2 separate regions of the Mus musculus genome follow, and region 2 is linked to region 1. A link is a contact called in public Hi-C data. All regions are on one chromosome and are shown on one strand. The core of a region is the stretch at or near the end of the contact, and the rest is flanking DNA. Distances in the headings are between cores, read along the strand shown. Region 1 has its middle 60 kb from the start of Gm36319. Region 2 holds the start of Dkk1 (dickkopf WNT signaling pathway inhibitor 1).

Evidence for each region. A called contact is a pair of places that touch in the nucleus more often than the background predicts.
Region 2: a contact with region 1 is called in a Hi-C map of the N1E-115 cell line, with 4 times the contacts expected there. A contact is called at or near these places in 11 of 39 promoter capture datasets (3T3-L1-derived adipocytes, the HPC-7 cell line, HPC-7-derived erythroid cells and 7 more), 9 of 484 Hi-C or Micro-C datasets (the G1E-ER4 cell line, the HL-1 cell line, the HPC-7 cell line and 5 more), 19 of 130 datasets of targeted methods (the G1E-ER4 cell line, the NIH/3T3 cell line, bone marrow-derived dendritic cells and 11 more) and 2 of 9 other capture datasets (adipose tissue and liver).

The regions. Positions count from the first base shown.
Region 1 is chr19:30,333,164-30,337,022 of GRCm38.p6, reverse strand. No RefSeq gene overlaps it. Among named protein-coding and RNA genes, the nearest start is that of Gm36319, 60 kb to the left of the region's middle.
Region 2 is chr19:30,547,002-30,551,227 of GRCm38.p6, reverse strand. It overlaps Dkk1 (dickkopf WNT signaling pathway inhibitor 1), which reads left to right and starts at 1,732. Exons shown (of 4, transcript NM_010051.3): 1 at 1,732-2,094; 2 at 2,282-2,450; 3 at 3,516-3,665; 4 at 3,790-4,226. The coding sequence starts at 1,849. The coding sequence ends at 4,043.

The sequences.
Region 1 (3,859 bases), core at 68-2,567:
GGGAACATGGTGTATCCTAGCCCTGACAAAGGGTCAGGGTTTGCAAGGTAGCCTCATACACTGGAATGCTTACACACACACATACACACACACACACACACACACACACACACACACAGACGAAGAGAGCAAAAAAGTGAGTGAGAGAGAGAGATCTTTAATAACCATTACTATTTATTAGCCTTGACAAGGTAATATCGCCAAGCATTTTTTATTTTTTATTTTTATTTTTTTTTAACTCATGTATACCAAGCCATCTAACTTAGTTCTCACTGAAAGCATGGGGGAACTTTCTCCTAGTTAACAACACCTCATATGTATCTGCGACACAATCTCATTTTGTTCTCAAAATGCTGAGACAGATGTAATTACCACGTAAGGCACCGGAAGATGCTGACAGTGCACAAGTCTGGGTGCAGCTAGGTGATGGTGGGAAGAGATTCCCGTCCCTGACCATGCCTACATTCCTTTAACCTGAGGCTCGAAAGACTTTGCCTTCTTAGCTTTCAACCTCTTTAATATGGAGGGTTGGGGGGAAAACCAAACCTACTTAGGTGCAATTCTTTCAAGTCTCATTTGTATAATTATAATCACCATTCTACATACTATTGGGGTTTGATGGACGTTAAATACGGTAAAAGATAAAATTCTGTAGAACACTGACAGGCGTGTAAGCGATTTGATTGAGACAAACCAGAGTATGTTTCTTGGATTGTTTGTTTATTTGGTTGATTGGGTGGGTAAGTGGGTGGGGGGCTGGGGTTTTGTTTTGGTCTTTTGGGGAGATAGGGTGTTGTTAATTAAGGATTTCAGAAAAAGAAAATAACAGGATATAACTTCAGCCTTTTTCACCAGGGTTTAAATAATGTATAGTCCAGTTTGTAATTATTTTAACCCAAATGTTCTCCGCTTGTCTTAGTGCTTCTTTTTCTATCAGACTCCAGATCTTTTGTTACTCAGAGAATGTTGGTTAAATTGTTCTCTTCTGGTGGCTGCTGGCCAGGCAACATTCATAAAAGGAAAGACTAAAGTTAAAAAAGAAAAAACTCGCTAAAGCTACTCTAAACAGGAGGTAATGCATGCATAACAAAATGCATGGGAAATTTAATCTCTGTTAAAAATGACATAGTATTTATTAATGGAAACATTTTCAAGCCTAACAGCTAAGTATAAAGCCAGATGAGCTGTCGCTGCCTTAGGTCTCTCTGTTAGTGTTTTCTTAAGTATAAGCTTGTTCTTCCTGTGGCTCAGCAAACATTTCCTTATCTGAGAATTAAGGGACCAATGGGAGAGATAACCTAATAAGGCGAGCACTTAGGTAGACTTGAAAAGTTCCCTGTCAGAATCACTTCCTTTGTGACCAAGAGCATTGAGAACAGGCAAACTGTTGTAATGCTAGATCTTATTACAAATATATTATGAAGAAGCCTATCTGGTTTAGTGAAATGAGAGAGATACGATCTTTCTGATAATTTCATGCCTGTCACTTGAATATATGTATACCAGTAATCTGATAAACTCTGCCATAAATTTTTTTAAAAAATTGTTAGACTGCAGTTTACGTAAATAGCAAAAGTTTACTTAAAGATGTAAGTTAGTGAACAATTGCTTTCTACCATAACAATGTATACAGGCGAGCTAAATCCAAAGATCTTTTATTAAACTTTACCAAACTATGCTGATAGTATATTTATGTCCACTCTCCTTTCATTAAATATTGAATGTACAGTCCCCACATTAATTATAACTGTTTTGCTCTTTTAAAGAAAAAGAGTGTGCTATTGTCTCTTCTAAAAGAAAATCAAATTTATGAGGTGATTCTATATTTGTTCCCTGGAAGCAGATTCTCTTTGTAATATCTCTGTGGCTTCACTTTATAGACTTACAGGAAGGGGATCTTGTTGCTGTTGCTTTAAGACAAAATCTCATGCAGTAAGGCTGGCCTTGAACTCACTCTGAAATTAATGTTGGCATTGAACACTTGGTACTTCTTCCTCTATTACCCAAGTACTGGGGTTACAGATACTAAGCACCACTATGCCTAGTGCTTGCCTGAGATTCTTAGTCTTCCTGCGTCTTCTTCTGCTCTCTTCTTCGAGGCCATCTGTCAAGGACAGTGTGGAAGAGAAGTGGCATTTGTGACCTTGAATGTCTAACAAGTGTGCAGGTATACTAATTTTTCTCTCTCTCTTGGCCATTAACTCTCAGGGCATGATGCTGTTTTATCCCTTCTTGTAAATTACATTTTGGGAAATTCCATATCTGGGGGTTGTAACAAAACAGTCCCTCCCAGTCTTTTGACAGGAAAAGTTGAATTCTGCTGTCTCCTCTTCCCCTATAGTTCCCTTCTCTTCATGTTTTCCCAGAAGTGCTTTTCATCCCAGTCTTGTCTAAGGGCGTCTTAACCCTTTAATACCAAGAGCCATCGATGAGTGGTAATGATGGAGCCCAAAATATGACTTAAGCCTAAGTCTCTAGTCAATTAAGGAAAATCTAAATATATACACCTTAGCACTGGAGGAAAACTGCCTGCCTATGATTTTTTTGTTTTTTGGGTTTTTTTTAAATTCATTAATCTGTTTTTATAGTCCAGTCTTTATCCACCTCCCAGTCTCCTCTCTAACTGTTCCTCATCCCATACCTTCTCTCCCTACCCCATCTCCAAGAGGATGTCCCCACCCCACCAGACCTCCCCACTCCCCAGGGCCTCAAGTCTTTCCAGGGTTAGGTGCATCTTCTCTCACTGAGGCTAGACCAGGCAGTCCTCTGCTGTATATGTCAGGGGCCTCATATCAGCTGGTGGATGCTGCCTAGTTGGTGGCTCAGTGTCTGAGCCATCTCCTGGTCTTCCTATGTGGTCACCCTCCTCCTCATCTTCTTCCAGCTTTTCCCTAATTCAACCATAGGGGTCCCTGGTTTCTGTCCATTAGTTGGGTGTAAGCATCTGCATCTGACTGTTTCAGCTGCTTGTTGGGCCTCTGAGGGAGAGGGGCAGCCATGCTAGCCTTCTGTCTGTAAGCACACCATAGCCTCAGTAATAGTGTCAGGCCTTGGAGCCTCCCGTTGAGCTGGGCACCTATTTGAGCCTGTCACTGAACCTCCTTTCCCTCAATCTCTTTTCTATATTTGTCCCTGCAGTTCTTTAAGGTATTGAGGGTGGAGGGGAACAGGACTGCAGCCCTGAGGGCCAGCAGAAAGAATGGAAACAGGCAACCTCGGGAGGTAAGAGGTGGGGGGACCCTCTAGAATGTACCAGAGACCTGGAAGGTGAGAGATTCTCAGGACTCAAAGGGAGGAACCTTAGATGAAATGTCCAACAGTGGGAAAAGGGAACTTGTAGAGCCTCCCTCTAGTAGAAAAGACAGGGCATCAAGTAGAGGGATGAAGCTGCCATCCCACAGTCAAAAACTCTGACTCAGAATTGTTCCTGTCTAAAAGAATTGCCTCTGTTTTTATCTGCTCTCCCCATTCTGGATCCTTATGTCACACTCTAACAACTTTTGATCTAATGATTTACCAGTGTTTATGGTAGTCTCCATCACAAGTTGCAATTTAAGTGGAGTATGCATGGAGAGACCCTCTTAGGAGAGAGGCATAAAGATTGAACTTAATGAGTTATAAGAGGAATTTAAATGGCAGCTTTGCTCCTCCCCAAACGCTAAGGTTTTGTTTTACCCTCTCTTCTCAATTCATATGTTGAGATCTCAGCCATGGTGTGATAGAAATGGGGAGGCGATTGGGTCTGATGGATGCATCTTCATGGATGGGTTAGTGCCTTGTAAAATGGACTACAGCATCACCTCACGCTCTTTTGTCTCCCAGGATTGTAAGAAAGTTCTGTTATTTGTAAGCCAGTTGG
Region 2 (4,226 bases), core at 483-2,982, 210 kb before region 1:
CGGGATGAATGGAGTTTGGGGTAGAATTGAGGCAACATTAAAAGTTACTTGGAAGACACTTAAGTTCTGAAATCCACCAAACAGATATTTAAATATTGTTCATAATATCCCTCCTAGCTCAACTTCAGGGTTATATTTGTACAAGACTGTCATTGGCTATTGTGGGGGTGGGGGGCTTCCTAAGAATAACTATTATAGATAAAGCGGTGTCGTGAATAATTCTAGCAGATCCAGAAGCTAAGGGGCTACAAAGGACATCTCAGCTCACCCTCTCCAACAAGGATTTCAGATCATTTCTTCCTTTTCAGTCTCATACAACAGTTGCTTGTGGTCTCAGATTTATCGATCTGTTCTTAAACATTATCCATTCACATTTCTTATCTTTTGTTATTTCATGACAACTGTCTCTTTTAGCACTGTGATGGTTGGATAAAAGACTGACTTTAATAAAAGTCATTATTACATACATTACCGCTAATTTATAAGCACGGCATTCTTATGTCCATGTTGTTTCTTATTTTACACACTGGGCGAAACCCCTTCAAATTCATTCTCTGATTTAGGTTCAGCACTTCTTTTCCAGGAGGTCCTCTGTTATCTCCCTAGAGGGTTATTCCTCCTGTCCTGTCCTGTCCTGGACGAGGTTTGATTTGGGATCAAAAGCAAGCCCTCTCCTGCTCAGCGATATGAAACACTAATGAGAAAGCCGGGAGCTAAGCCTTCGGGTTTCTTATCTTCTTCTATTAACCCACCGCTGGGAACAGGGAACCAGGGAAAGAGGACTGACCAGGCTCAGGGACCCTGTCCGCTCTGGCTCAGAGCCACTTTGATCTCATGTGTCTGCTTAATCAAGTTCATCTACTGCTGGGATTGACCAGATTCAAAGAACCACATTAAATAGTTTGATTATCGGGTGCCTATTTCCCTCTCCCCTCCATCCCTGATTTAATTTCCAAACGGCAGTCTCTCGCCTCCACCCCCAACCCCCCCAAACTCACCATCAAAAGCGAATTAGTTCTTCCCTTGGCATCCTCATTTGATGTGCAAATTTTCTTGTCTTTGCACATTTTTTTTTCTCCTGGTGTGTGTAGGGTTGGGTGGGGGGAGGGAGGGAGTGGGAAGTGGGGAAGCAACTAGACAAACTTAAAAGACAAGAACCTCATTTGCAAATCGCAACGCTAAAGGGTTAATCAGCAACTATAGGAGCCACCTGGGCTTTTCACAAAACCTTTGATGAATGGCTGCTCGCATTGTATTTAATACTGAATATTATTTGCGTGCGCAGAAAGCGAGGGTACTCATATGGGGAAGAGAAGAAACGTGGTTTTGTATATTCTATCACTTTTAACTCTGACAAGGATTTCAGACAGAACTAACCCAGCCCCACAGCAGAACACTCAAGCTCACAGAGTGCACCCTCCCGCCATTTATTTATTTATTTATTTATTTATTTATAAGTTTGGGCTAGGCTCTAATGCTCTAGTGCTCTAGTGACCCACACTCTAAGGTGAGCTGGACAAGGGGACCACAGTGCAAGGGAGGGGCGAGGGGAGAGTGTCAAAGTCCTCCCTGCTTCCGACACACAAACACTCCCCCTCCCAGCTCCTCCCAAAGCTTTGAAATCCCATCCCGGCTTTGTTGTCTTCCCTGAGGAGCTGGGAGGGCTGGGAGCCTGAGTATAAAGGCAGCCAGAGGTGGCGGTGGCGGTGCAGAGCTGTGCGCCTGGCAGCCAGAGACTCCACCAGCGGAGGTCCCGAAGTTGAGGTTCCGCAGTCCAGACTCTGCAGCCAGCCGCCGTGCAAAGTGACCTCTCTTTTCCTGACCTTTGCCTGTTTGCGTCCTTCGGAGATGATGGTTGTGTGTGCAGCGGCAGCTGTCCGGTTCTTGGCCGTGTTTACAATGATGGCTCTCTGCAGCCTCCCTCTGCTAGGAGCCAGTGCCACCTTGAACTCAGTTCTCATCAATTCCAACGCGATCAAGAACCTGCCCCCACCGCTGGGTGGTGCTGGGGGGCAGCCGGGCTCTGCTGTCAGTGTGGCGCCGGGAGTTCTCTATGAGGGCGGGAACAAGTACCAGACTCTTGACAACTACCAGGTAAGAGGGGTGCTGTGATCCCGACGGGGGTCTCAGAAAGATCTAGGTGTGTGAGATTTGGGGTGTGTTTGGAATCACTGCATTAAGAGCAGCGCGCTTAAGGGGCTTTTGAAGAGGCAGATGGGGACCTTGAAGGTGTGGGTACCAGGATGCTTGAGTTGCTCACCAGTCCGCTCCCTTCCCACAGCCCTACCCTTGCGCTGAAGATGAGGAGTGCGGCTCTGACGAGTACTGCTCCAGCCCCAGCCGCGGGGCAGCCGGCGTCGGAGGTGTACAGATCTGTCTGGCTTGCCGAAAGCGCAGGAAGCGCTGCATGAGGCACGCTATGTGCTGCCCCGGGAACTACTGCAAAAATGGTGAGTCTTGGACTCCTTTTTAAATTAGAACCACCTTGCCTTTGAGGACCCAGGAATCAAATGAAATGCTCTGGTTCTGTCAAAGCTAAGGTGGCGCCACCTGCAAACGCGTGCTCATGCAAGGGTTCTCCTGACACATCGTCACTGGCTTGTGTTTGAGCACTTGAAAGTTTATCTTTCCTTGCCTCCCTCTGTGATCTAACAACAAGACCTGAAAGTGGACCCTTCCATCAAACAATTATCTTCAGGGAGCCTTGGGGCACTTGAGAAAGGGGGAGAGGTCGTTCTGAAAGGGGAGCCAGACGTTTTTTTCTTAAGGTGGACTCTGCGTGGCTTTGCCAGTCTCTCTTTCCTCTAAGGCTATTACAACTGTTGTCAACGGGGAGCTAGAATGATTAATCTCTGCTGGCCAGCTTTTAAAAGAGATCTCTGTACCGCTTACACCCCTAGCTCTCCATCCCTTCTCCCCTTTCCCTCCACCCTCAACTACCTTCAAAGAAGTACTGCCCCCACACACACACACACACAACCACAGATCCACAAAATGTTAATGTCTCAAAGAAGTCTCCAGAAATAAACTTGAGGGGTGGCTAACTTCCTAGGTTACAGCAGCATTCCAGAGTCAACTCACTAAAATCTCCGTAATATCAAAATTATACAGTAAAGTAACTAGCGGGTGAGATCGCAGTCTTCCAGGCAGCCGGAACTGCATTGCGCAGCTAGCACCCAGAGCAGAGAAGTTATTTTTTAAGATTAATTTCTTTTAAGTGACTGGATTTCTTTTTCCTAGCCCAAAGGGTAATATTAAAATAGACAGAAAAGTCTCTACTGCCTCCACTACAATTAGTAGGAAAGCATTTAAAATGGCTATACCTGAGGCGTTCCATACGATTCGACAGTACACTCATTGATACTGCTTTCTCTGGGGAGTTTTGGTAAATAGAAAGGCAGCAACAGCAGTGAGGTAACTCACAGTGGTGTCTGTATAACCCACTGCTCCTGTCTTGGCTATTAGCAGCAACAAACTACAGCCTGAGGATTAATCACTATTTCTGGTTTTCTTAGGAATATGCATGCCCTCTGACCACAGCCATTTTCCTCGAGGGGAAATTGAGGAAAGCATCATTGAAAACCTTGGTAATGACCACAACGCCGCCGCGGGGGATGGATATCCCAGAAGAACCACACTGACTTCAAAAATATATCACACCAAAGGTAGTAAAGGGGCTTTCAGGCTCAGCCTTTCCCATTTAATATATCAGAAGTGCATTTAGAATTGTCTCAGTGGGATGGTACAGGCCTCGCAGTAACTGTAATTTTCCTTCTGTCTCCTTCACAGGACAAGAAGGCTCCGTCTGCCTCCGATCATCAGACTGTGCCGCAGGGCTGTGTTGTGCAAGACACTTCTGGTCCAAGATCTGTAAACCTGTCCTTAAAGAAGGTCAGGTGTGCACCAAGCACAAACGGAAAGGCTCCCACGGGCTGGAGATATTCCAGCGCTGTTACTGCGGGGAAGGCCTGGCTTGCAGGATACAGAAAGATCACCATCAAGCCAGCAATTCTTCTAGGCTCCACACCTGCCAGAGACACTAAACCGACAGTCTAAATATGATGGACTCTTTTTATCTAATATATGCTACGAAAATCCTTTATGATTTGTCAGCTCAATCCCAAGGATGTAGGAATCTTCAGTGTGTAATTAAGCATTCCGACAATACCTTCCAAAAGCTCTGGAGTGTAAGGACTTTGTTTCTTGATGGAACTCCCCTGTGATTG